2 separate regions of the Pan troglodytes genome follow, and region 1 is linked to region 2. The links are chromatin contacts, called in public HiChIP or PLAC-seq maps. All regions are on one chromosome and are shown on one strand. The core of a region is the stretch at or near the end of the contact, and the rest is flanking DNA. Distances in the headings are between cores, read along the strand shown.

What was found. HiChIP or PLAC-seq counts read pairs in DNA pulled down with a chosen protein or histone mark.
Region 1: an H3K4me3 HiChIP or PLAC-seq map of stem cell-derived excitatory neurons shows a contact between it and region 2, with 4 times the contacts expected there. The contact joins the promoter of MT1X here to the promoter of BBS2 in region 2. A contact is called at or near these places in 1 of 7 Hi-C or Micro-C datasets (blood), 1 of 1 datasets of contacts at active chromatin or transcription factors (stem cell-derived excitatory neurons) and 1 of 1 other capture datasets (stem cell-derived neural stem cells).

Annotation. Positions count from the first base shown.
Region 1 is chr18:54,680,913-54,686,243 of NHGRI_mPanTro3-v2.0_pri, reverse strand. It overlaps MT1X (metallothionein 1X), which reads right to left and starts at 3,553. Exons shown (of 3, transcript NM_001301279.1): 1 at 3,469-3,553; 2 at 2,807-2,872; 3 at 1,848-2,079. The coding sequence starts at 3,496. The coding sequence ends at 1,988.
Region 2 is chr18:54,524,958-54,530,127 of NHGRI_mPanTro3-v2.0_pri, reverse strand. It overlaps BBS2 (Bardet-Biedl syndrome 2), which reads left to right and starts at 3,396. Exons shown (of 18, transcript XR_008540039.2): 1 at 3,396-3,722.

The DNA of each region.
Region 1 (5,331 bases), core at 2,304-4,803, 160 kb before region 2:
CATTTATGGATCACCTACTGATTGTCAGACACCACACCTGGCCCATACTTACTGAGGACTTGATATGTTCCAGGGACAGTGCTCGCCACATTCAACCTCACCACAACTCTATGGCGTAGGTCCTATTATTGTCCCCACATGGCAGTTAAGAAATGTGAGGCACAGAGAGACCACATAATTCGACTAACTAATGGAGCTGAGGGTCTAGCCAGGCAGCCTGGCTCCAGAGCTGACGCACTTAACTGCTTTACCAGGCTGTTTCATGATGGTGTGCTTGACACTGAAGCCTCTGGAAATTAAACAAGGCATTCCAATAAGAGCCACATCAAAAAAAAATTGAATGACTGTACATTAATCTCTCCAACAGACATCACAATAATCATGTCCCACCCAGCCCCAAGGAAGATGGGGCTCAGGACTGGGGGTGACGGATGGAACAGGATGCCACTTCACACCTGACTTGGAAAAGAAGCCGTAAGTTGAACGATCATGTTTGTCAGACCTGGCAAAAACATTTTGTACCTATCCCTTCAGAGTTTTGGCAGCTGCAGTTTCCCAAAACAGAGTTATGAAACCAGCAATGGCTGGGTGAATGAAATGCACCAGCAATGGCTGGGTGCATTTGTGACTTTGGCACCAGGGCTTCTGGATCAAATCTCAGACAAACAGGGCAGTGCCCACATCACGCTCCTGCCCATGCCTTATGAGGTCTCTGTCAGATTCTCTCCCCAGAGAATGGCACCTCAGACACCAACCCAACCTCAGTGAAGTGGTGTTTCCCTAGCATGAGCCCCCGAGGAAGCTTAAACCTACCCTCTGAGCTTGGTTTGGTCTCCATGAAGACATTTGCCACACTACATGTTGAGGATTGCCAGCCTCTCCCTCCACAGCCAGCTGGAAGCTGGGCACCTCCAGGTTCCCTCGGCCACCAGGACAGGCAGCCACATGTTGGAGAGTTGCCCAAATACCAACTGGGATGGAAAATATCTCCTGGTCCTGAGACCAGAGAGGAACTGGCAGAGGCCATTTTATTTCACCAAATAATTCCGTGTGACTGCTTCAGTGGGTTGCAAACCTAGGTACTTATTAAAAATTAAAAGGTAGGTTCCCTGGGCCCACTTAGCCCTAAACAAATTGGAAAGGGGGCTGCAGGGGTGGGGGAAGTGGAATACCGGCTGGAGCACTTTTCCAGCCTCTCCAAGTGATTCAGCTGTGCAGCCAGTGAGGCCATCCTTCAGATGAATGAGGCACGTGGCCTCTGCCCTCCCCTCTCCAAACGGAACATGGGCTTCTCCCCTCACACAATCACACATTGGTCTTCTGTTCCCCCAGTGCCAGACTCTTCCCCACTTCCAGACCTTTGCTGGAGCTGTGCCCTCTGCAGGAATGCAGCTCTCAGATCCCAGTGGAAAGAGTTCTTCATTTGGGCTCACCCCAAGTGCATTCAGTCACAGCACTTTCTCCTTTATAAGATTCCTTATTCTATAATTCTCTCTCCCCTCAGCAGTCCATAAGCTCCCTGTTCCCCTCACCACTGAGGACCCCATGCCTGTGTATGCAGTAGGTGCACCATAGGTGGCTGGTGAGTATAGGCTGTGTCACAGCTACACAAAAAGGGCAGCTACTACCAGTTAACCGTTGCTAGAGGGTGGTAGAATAAACCCCCTAGTTTGCCATAGTTCACAAAGGAGAGCCAAGGCCAGGCAGGATTGCAGGAACCTTGCACCCAGACCCCCACTGCCATGGTCCCCTCTCTGAAATGCCCCACAATCTGGGTTTCCTACAATCCAACTGGAACCAAGTGCCATATACCCAGTGACAAATGAGGTGCCCAGAGCCAGAATAGTCTAGATGAATTTATTGCCATTCACATATTTCATAGAAAAAAAGATGAAGCAAACGGGTCAGGGTTGTACAAAAAAAAAAAAAAAAATCCAGGTTTATATAGGTTGCTCTATTTACATCTGAGAGCACAGCTGTCCTGGCATCAGGCACAGCAGCTGCACTTGTCTGACGTCCCTTTGCAGATGCAGCCCTGGGCACACTTGGCACAGCCCACAGGGCAGCAGGAGCAGCAGCCTGGAGAAGAAGGGGAGAGTGAGAGGTCAGAACAGACTCAATCAGGCACCTCCCTGCCCCAACAGAGGCCTGGCTCGAGCCCTGCCTCCAGCCCCAGAGGACCATCATTTCAGGATGGCATGGCTTTGTCAGAAGAGAACTGGTAGATCTTTGGGATGAGGGTTTTATATGAAAAAGCTGCCCAGCCCCACCTGAGTCTGGGACAGGACAGAAGACTGGACAGGTAGAGATTGGGGGTACAGGAACAAAAGGAGGCCAGTTCCCCAAAACCTACCCTTAAATGAGGAAAGTCTTCACAGCCAGACAGGGGGCAAATCCCTGACACAGCAGTTCTGGGGCAGGCTAGGGAAGCTCTGGGCTGCCCCTGCAGAAAAGGACTGGATCATTAGGTTTGAAATCACCCGGGGTCTTCCAGATCCTGGGCCTTAAGTGCTTCAGGACCCAGAAGGGTGAAGAAGGCTGCATCAGGAGGCAGGAGACCTAGGTTCACATTCCAGCTTTGTTCCCAACACTATCTGGTAACCTCTCTGGGCCTCAGTTTCTAGTTTGGTAATAAGAGGCTGGGACTCACCCATTTTTAAGGCAATTTGAGGTCTGATTCTGAATCAGGTGTTGAAGGAGGGGTTTGGGGAAGCTGGTCATTGGCCTGCCCCTGCCTGCAGAGCTCTGGGTTCCCTGCTCTAACTTGGCCCATCCCCCAGATTCGCAGGGAAGGCCCTGCACTCACTCTTCTTGCAGGAGGTGCATTTGCACTCTTTGCATTTGCAGGAGCCGGCACAGGCACAGGAGCCAACTGCAAGGAAGAGAAAAAGGCAGTGAGCGTGGAGTGAGATGCAGAAGGTACAGCAGCTGGTCAATAACGCTTCAGTGACCCCTCCTCTGTGCTGCAGGACCAGCCCTCAGAGCTCCTTTCCCACTCAGGGGAGAGGAAGAGAAACCCCATCTCCTCTCCCTTCATTTTGGGAAGGGCAAGTGTCCTGTTGCTTTTACCGCACAAGCAAGGTCCCAGGCTCCAGACACAGCCCAGGAAGGCTAAGACAGGAGGCCAGAACCTTCTGTCCTGAACTCCGAAGAGGCAATGGCCCCCCACTTCCCATCCACCCTGACTGCTCAGAGCCTGGTCAGAGCATTGGGGCTCAGCCAGCAGCCCCCTGACCAACTGGGTGACATGGAGCAGGACAGCCTTGGGCCTCAGTATCCTCAACTCTAACTTAGAGGCACAGGGAGGCGAGAAGTGGTCTCAGGGACGTGATCGGGAAGAAAGCACCTAACGAAATAAAGGAGCCCCTTCAGCTCAGAACTTTAAATGCGACTTCTTCAAACCCAGGAAGAGTCTGTACTGTGGCTGGGAAACGGGCATCCCAAGGCGCGGAGCTAGGTGTCCCTTACCAGGCGAGCAGGAGCAGTTGGGGTCCATTTCGAGGCAAGGAGAAGCAGGAGTTCCCGATCAAGAGGAAAACACGCAGCGGGACAGATGAAAAACGTGATGGAGCCCAGAAGCCGGCGGCTCTCTTTATAGTCCGGGAAGAGGGCCGGGCGCAGAGGCCCCTCCTCGTCCTTGCACCCGCCCCTGCTGAGTCTGCACCGCCCGCGATCCTGGGCCGGGTGCAGCAACCCGTGAGCCCAGCGCCGGGCGCACCGCGGGGCCTGCCCCTTTGGCTCCACCTCGTTGTGAACCTGGCAGTACGTGGCGTCCCTGGCGTGTTGCCTGCCCTTCCCAATTTCCCTGACATTGCCTGCCTCTCCCTCTCCTAGGCGTGCCGGGAAACTCGGAATCCCGGTGGTCTACACACCCCCAGCCCCCGCTCCACTGTGTGTAGCTTTGCATTTCCCAGAGTCCCTGGATCACGTCCCTGGATCGGCGGGAGCGGTGAGCATAGCGAGGGAGCAGTGTGCAAATGAGAGGCAGAGGATGTGACACTCGGATTTCCTGCATTGCCGGTCCCTGTCCCCGTCCCCACCTCGGTCTGTTGGCCACGTTTCTCTTATGTCTAGGGACAGAACAGACACAGGGCTCTGGCCCCGTCCTTGCATTCTCCACTCTTGAGAGGCTGAATGGGCACATTTGCCCAGGTCCTCCTTTGCATAAAACTCTCCAGGTCTCCCCACAGCCTAGCCGGGCACCCCACCACAGGATGACAGTTTGGAAAATGTGGAATGCTCCCAGAAAAGGGATCATTTTAGGTGATATGCGGATTCCGGATTAAATTAAAATGCAAGAAACAGGGTTATTTTTCCTTCCATATTCCTATTACTCGACATAACATTAATCCGTGTTAGGCCCTTTTTAGTCACTTTGCATCTTTGAACCCTCACAGCAACCCTAAAGGGACATACTTCTATTTATGAACCCATATTCTAATCTGAACAACAACAATAAAAGGAGTTCAAGCCACCAGCCCAGGGTCAGAGGGCTGCGAAGTGACACTGCTGGGTCTGAATCCGGTCAGAGTCCCAAAGCAATGATGAAGCTTCCCTTTGGCCTAGGTATATTCATCTCTTTACTGCTTGAAATCTTTAAACAAAACCAAGCATCAAGGTCAGTCCTGGAAGCAAAACAGAGATGCAGAGGGGATATGAATAAGCATAATTTGATGGCAACCTTCTATGTCTGGAAGTTAAACTGATTCTTTTTTCAGTGGTGCTAATGAGTTTGCTTTTCATATAAAAATATCTAAGGAAATAGGAATCATTTGAAAGAAAAACGTTAAGTCACATATTGGTGCAGGTGGTAGCAGAACTGGCAGGCATCCTTCCGTTTCTGTGATGGGGACAGGGACTATCTTGCTCATGGCTTTATATTTCTGGAGTGAATCCCTATTTTGTGGGCAGAGTGCAGGACACTGTCAGGACCACAGGTCAATGCTCATGTGGCTGATGAGAAAGACAGAGGACACACAGGGAGGGACTCCAGGCCTGGCTCTTTTGTCTGGAGTAAAAATGTCAACTATGCTATCGTCTGAGTCCATTTGGGCTGCTATCACCAGATGCCTTAGACTGGGTAACTTAAAACAGCAAAATATATTTCTCTCAGTTCTGGAAGCATGGAAGTCCAAGGTCAAGGCACCAGCATATTTGGAGTCTTGTGAGGGCCCCGTTCCTCATGGATGTCTCTTTCTTGCTGGGTCCTCACATGGTGGAAAGAGTTAAACAAGCTCCCTCAGGCCTCTCTAATTAAGGCACTAATCCCATTCATGAGCACTAGGTCCTCTTATTTCAGTCACCTCCCAAATGCACCACCTCAATACCAAC
Region 2 (5,170 bases), core at 2,147-4,646:
GGATGACACGTGTCTCCTCTGAAGAACCAATGATTCCTGGTGAGTCATGGGAGGCAGAGAAGACTCTTGGACTTTTGGCAGAAGATGGTTAGCCCTGGGCCTTTCTCCTCGGAGGAAAGCCTGTAAGTCCCTTGCCCTGATCGGTGCTTGTCAGGGAGGATGGGGGATTCCCTATCTTTCTAGGGATACCCTAAACTCAAGTACCCTCATTATGATACAGGATCTGACGCAAGCGCAGGGGAAGTGTGGCTGCCTCCTAAGGGTGGAAATAGCAATGAGGGAGGCTGTCAAACATGATTTGCTGGAGTGGTGATGTCCAACCTGAGTCTTCAAAGATGGGGGGAGGTTATGAAGGGAGGGGAAGGACATTCTGGGCAGAGGGCACAATCTGAGCAGAGAGGCTAGACATGGCATCTGAGAAGGATCAAGTCTGAAGAAAGAAGCAGCAAAAGATGAGGCTGCAGAGGTCAACAGTGGTCAGAATTTGGAAATCTTTGTATAATCTGCTGAAATGCTTGGACTTTTTTTGATTGAAAATAGGGAGCCAATGAAGAGTTATAGAGGAGATAACAATGGTAAAGTTTTGTCAGGTGTAAAATGGGATAACCATACAATAATCCTACAATCATAGGATTGTAGGATTATTGTATGGTTATCCCATTTTACAATCCTGCGTAGGATTGTAGGATTATTGTATAATCATACATTATTATATATTATATATTATAATCATACAATAATCCTATGTAGAATTGTAGGATTGTAGAATTATTGTATGATTAAGTGAGATGATGCATATGAAGTTCTTAGAATGGCACCTAAAAAATGCTCAGTAAATGTTAATGATGTTGATGCTGATGACTGTAATGTCCTATTAGGAAGAGAAACCGCAAAGTTAGAGGCCACCAAGGCAGTCCATACAGTAAGTAAGGTGTGGCCGGGTGGATGAAGGCCAAGACCAGCCTTACATAGAAATCCAGTCCATGCCAGTCCATGGACTTGACTGCCTGCTGGAGTAAAACCCAAGCTCCTTGGCGTGGCTCAAAAGCACTAGGTGACCTGGCCCCTTCTCACACGTTAGGCTCCAGCCACATTATTTTCTTTCTGGTCTTCAAACATGTCCAAACTTGTCCTGTGTCCTTGCTGTTCCCTCTGTCTAGACTGTCCATCCCTCACATCTTTGAATGGCTGCCACTTTCTTGTCACAAAGCTCTTGGTTCAAATGTTACTTCCTCTAAGAGAACTTCTTGAGCCCTAGAACATCAGCCTTCTCGCCAAATGAAATGACCTTACTTGTTTTCATGTTTAGTGTCTATTGCTTCCTATCCCCTAGAGGATGTAAACTCCATAAGTGTATGAATTATATCTTTCTTGTTCACTGCTGTATCCCTAGGTCCTTCAACACCGTCTAGAACATGGATACCCTCAATAAATGTTTTCCAGGAAAAAATAAAGGATCTGAAATGATGTCTATTAGAGTCATTCCTTTCAAGCTATTCCTGGGAGAGGTAGCTGATCAAGCTGTGATCAGCTAGTAACACAGCTGAGTGAATTCAGTGAGATGATGACTTTGTGTAGGTAGAATCTGGGGACTAAAGAGAAGGGACATCACAAAACGAAGTAAGTTCCAATGACCCAGGGTAATTTCCATGGCACCGCTGGTCAGGGAGCTGCTATAGGACTTGGGTGTAGACAGGTGACAGAAGGGTGGGGGTGGAGACAGGATAGAAAGAGGCTGGGTCTTAGAAGCATGGTCCATCAGAGGGGGCCTGGAGGGCCACTGACTCAGGTCTTACATTCCATCAAGATCTTTAAATTTAGGCTGGGAGTAGTGGCTTACACCTATAATCCTAGCACTTTGGGAGGCCGAGGCTGGAGGATCACTTGAGGCAAGAGTTCGAGATTACAGTGAGCTGTGATGGCACCACTGCACTCCAGCTTGGGTGACAGCATGAGACCTCGTCTCTAAATAAAATAAAATAAAAATCAATTTTTAAAAAGTAACGACTTTCAAACTTAGTCTTTTAACATTATTTAGTATTTTGATATTATCTCCAAAAGAGGTTACAAATAGTCACAGACACACCAACAGGGTTGAAAAAAATGCTCATTTGTATAACTGTAATTACAAAATGCAAGTATCAAGAATATTCCAGAACTCATCTTTCTTTTTTTTCTTTGAGACGGAGTCTCGCTCTGTCACCCAGGCTGGAGTGCAGTGGCACGATCTCAGCTCACTGCAACCTCCGCCTCCTGGTTCAAGCGATTCTCCTGCCTCAGCCTCCCGAGTAGCTGGGACTACAGGTGCCCACCACCACACCCAGTAAATTTTTGTATTTTTAGTAGAGACAGGGTTGCATCATGTTGGCCGGGCTGGTCTCGAACTCTTGACCTCAAGTGATCCGCTCGCCTCGGCCTCCCAAAGTGCTGGGATTACAGGCGTGAACCACCGCCCCTGGCCCAGAACTCATCTTTCAAAACTGGCCCGCAGCATCTGACACAGTTGTTTTCCTCCTTCTGGCCACCCTCTCTTCGAGCTTCCTGGACACTATACTCTCCTGATTGTACTTCCTTGCTGGCTACTCCAAGTCTCCACTAGTGGTCCTTGCTCATCTCATCATCCACCCCAGATTGTCCATTTCCAGAAGGCAGCAGAGTGAGCCCCGGGGGCCTCACCTGAAGTTCCTCTGCAGGAACACCCTCCCTCGAGGCTGGCTTCCTCACTTCCTAATAGTCCTAGGCTGAAGGTCACTTTCTCAGAGAGGTCTCTTTCCTACCACCCTACTTAACACTGCATTCCCTCCAATCCTCTCTCCCCTCTTCCTTCCCTTAATTTTCTCTAGTGCTCACTACCAAATGACATGCATTTCTTGTTTAGTGCTTGTCTCCCCTGACTAGTATGTCAGTTCCAGGAAAGCAGAGGTTTGTCTTTTGTTTACTACTATTTATTATCTAGAACAGTGTCTGACACACAATAGGCCCTCAAGGAAATTTTGTTGGTCACTTTTCAATTTTGCTGGTTTGCACTTAAAAATATATAGGGAGCCTTACCAGGAGCCCTAGACCGAACGTGAGTCTAAGGATTGGTATGGTTTTCCTCCACACAACGGCTAAAGCAAGGGACAGAGCCGACACTCAAGGAATATTTCTTGAATTAATGACCTTCTGGAGTGGGGTAGCATTGTGTCAAGTTTGCAGGGTGCAGCTTGGATGTGGTGCTAGAAGGGAAAGCCTCTGGGCTGGGCATGTAGGCTCGTCAGTGGAGTTCAACCGGCAGGAGTAAATTACTGCAATGGGAAACAACTGCACCCGCGGCCCAGCAGGGGTTCCACTGCGCAGCCGCAAAAGGCGCCGAGGCTCCACCGCGCAGCCACAGAAGGCGCCGAGGCTCCACCGCGCAGCCGCAAAAGGAGCGGACGGGTCTGCGCCGCCGCAGGAGGAGCAGGCGGTACCTGGACGGGTTCGTCCCGGGCTGTTTCGCGTCCGGCCTGAGGCGGCTGGGGCCGCGCAGGTAGTGTCCCTGCACTTCTTGCCCGGGCGCGTGAGGCCAGCTCCGCTGCGCTGGCCTCCAGTTTCCAGCCCTCCTCCCCTAAGCCGCCGCCATCATGCTGCTGCCTGTGTTCACCCTGAAACTGCGCCACAAAATCAGCCCCCGAATGGTGGCCATAGGGCGCTACGACGGGACTCACCCGTGCCTGGCGGCCGCCACCCAAACGGGCAAGGTAACCGCTCCCACCCGCAGGGAGCCCGGGCCCCAGGGAACCACAGGACCTCCGCTGGCCGCGCCCCTGGGATCCCGCCCCCTCTCCGACCCCGCCCCCAGCCCGTGTTGCCCGGCAACCGGTCGGCGAGCACCTTGTGGCTCCATCCTGCAGAGGACAGTGGGGTCTTAGAGGAAGAGCTTTTCTGAGAAGTTGACGTTTTCTTGTCATCAGGCACTTGGAGTCAGGCGAGGTCGGGGTCCCTGGACATAGGGAGCTTAGAAAAGAGACGTCTCCTGAGGGAAGGGGTTTGGTTCGGGTTAGCAGTAATAACCGACCCCAGATTCAAGCCAGGGGCCTCTGCTTGTCACTTGGAACTCGGAATTCCTCTGACTCTCTAACACTGCTTCTTCTTCCTTTTTTTTTTTTGAGACGGAGTCTTGCCCTGTCGCCCAGGCTGGAGTGCAGTGGCGCAATCTCGGGTCGCTGCAGCCTCCGCCTCCCGGGTCCATGCAATTCTCCTGCCTCAGCCTCCCGAGTATCTGAGATTACAGGCGCCCGCCACCACGCCTGGCTAATTTTTGTATTTTTAGTAGAGACAGGATTTCACCATGTTGGCCAGGCTGGTCTCGAACTCCTGACCTCAAGTGATTTACCTGCCTCGGCCTCCCAAAGTGCTAGGATTACAGGCGTGAGCCACTGCACCCAGCCCTTCACAGCCCTTTACCGAACAACGACAAAAGAATGCAATACAAAAATTAACTTATTCCAATTGCACTTTTGATCCTTGCCCATGTACATTCAGTTCTTTCCCCGTAATTTATTCACTAAGTGTTAGGTGTTTGCTATGTGCGATTACTGGGCAAGGTGTGAGAGTCAAAGAGATAAAAGAGAAATCATTTAACATTCACCAGACTTCTACTAAACACCTTCTGTATAGATTTTGGAGACTCGGATGTAAAAGGAGTCCCTACTTTCAGAAAGCTTATAGTCCAGAAGCTAGCAGACAAGGCAAATCAGAGCCCTGTGTATTTGACGGAGGCATGCCCAAAATACATGGAATGTAGTGACAACGCTAATAACTTATAACAGGCACAAAACTTTATTACATGAGTCATCTCAGCGTCGTTGTCACAAGGCCAACGGCAGCAGCATGGCATAGGGATGGTGTTTCTTGGCTCCAGTACCTACTAATTTCATGACCTTGGTCAAGGCACTTAATAATAGTACCTAATACATGGGGTCATGAGCTTTAAAAAAGTTAATACATGTAAAATGCTTGACATATAGGACGTGGTCACTGATTGTTACCTGTTATTTTCTTTTTATGATTCTCACTTTATTGACTAGAAATTGCAGTTCAGAGAGGTTCAATACAGTGCTTGGAGCCACTCAACTAGAAAGTGTGGAATGTGGTCAGAGTGCATGTTCTCTGATCCAGTGTGGATTTAATAAGCTAGGATTTGTGT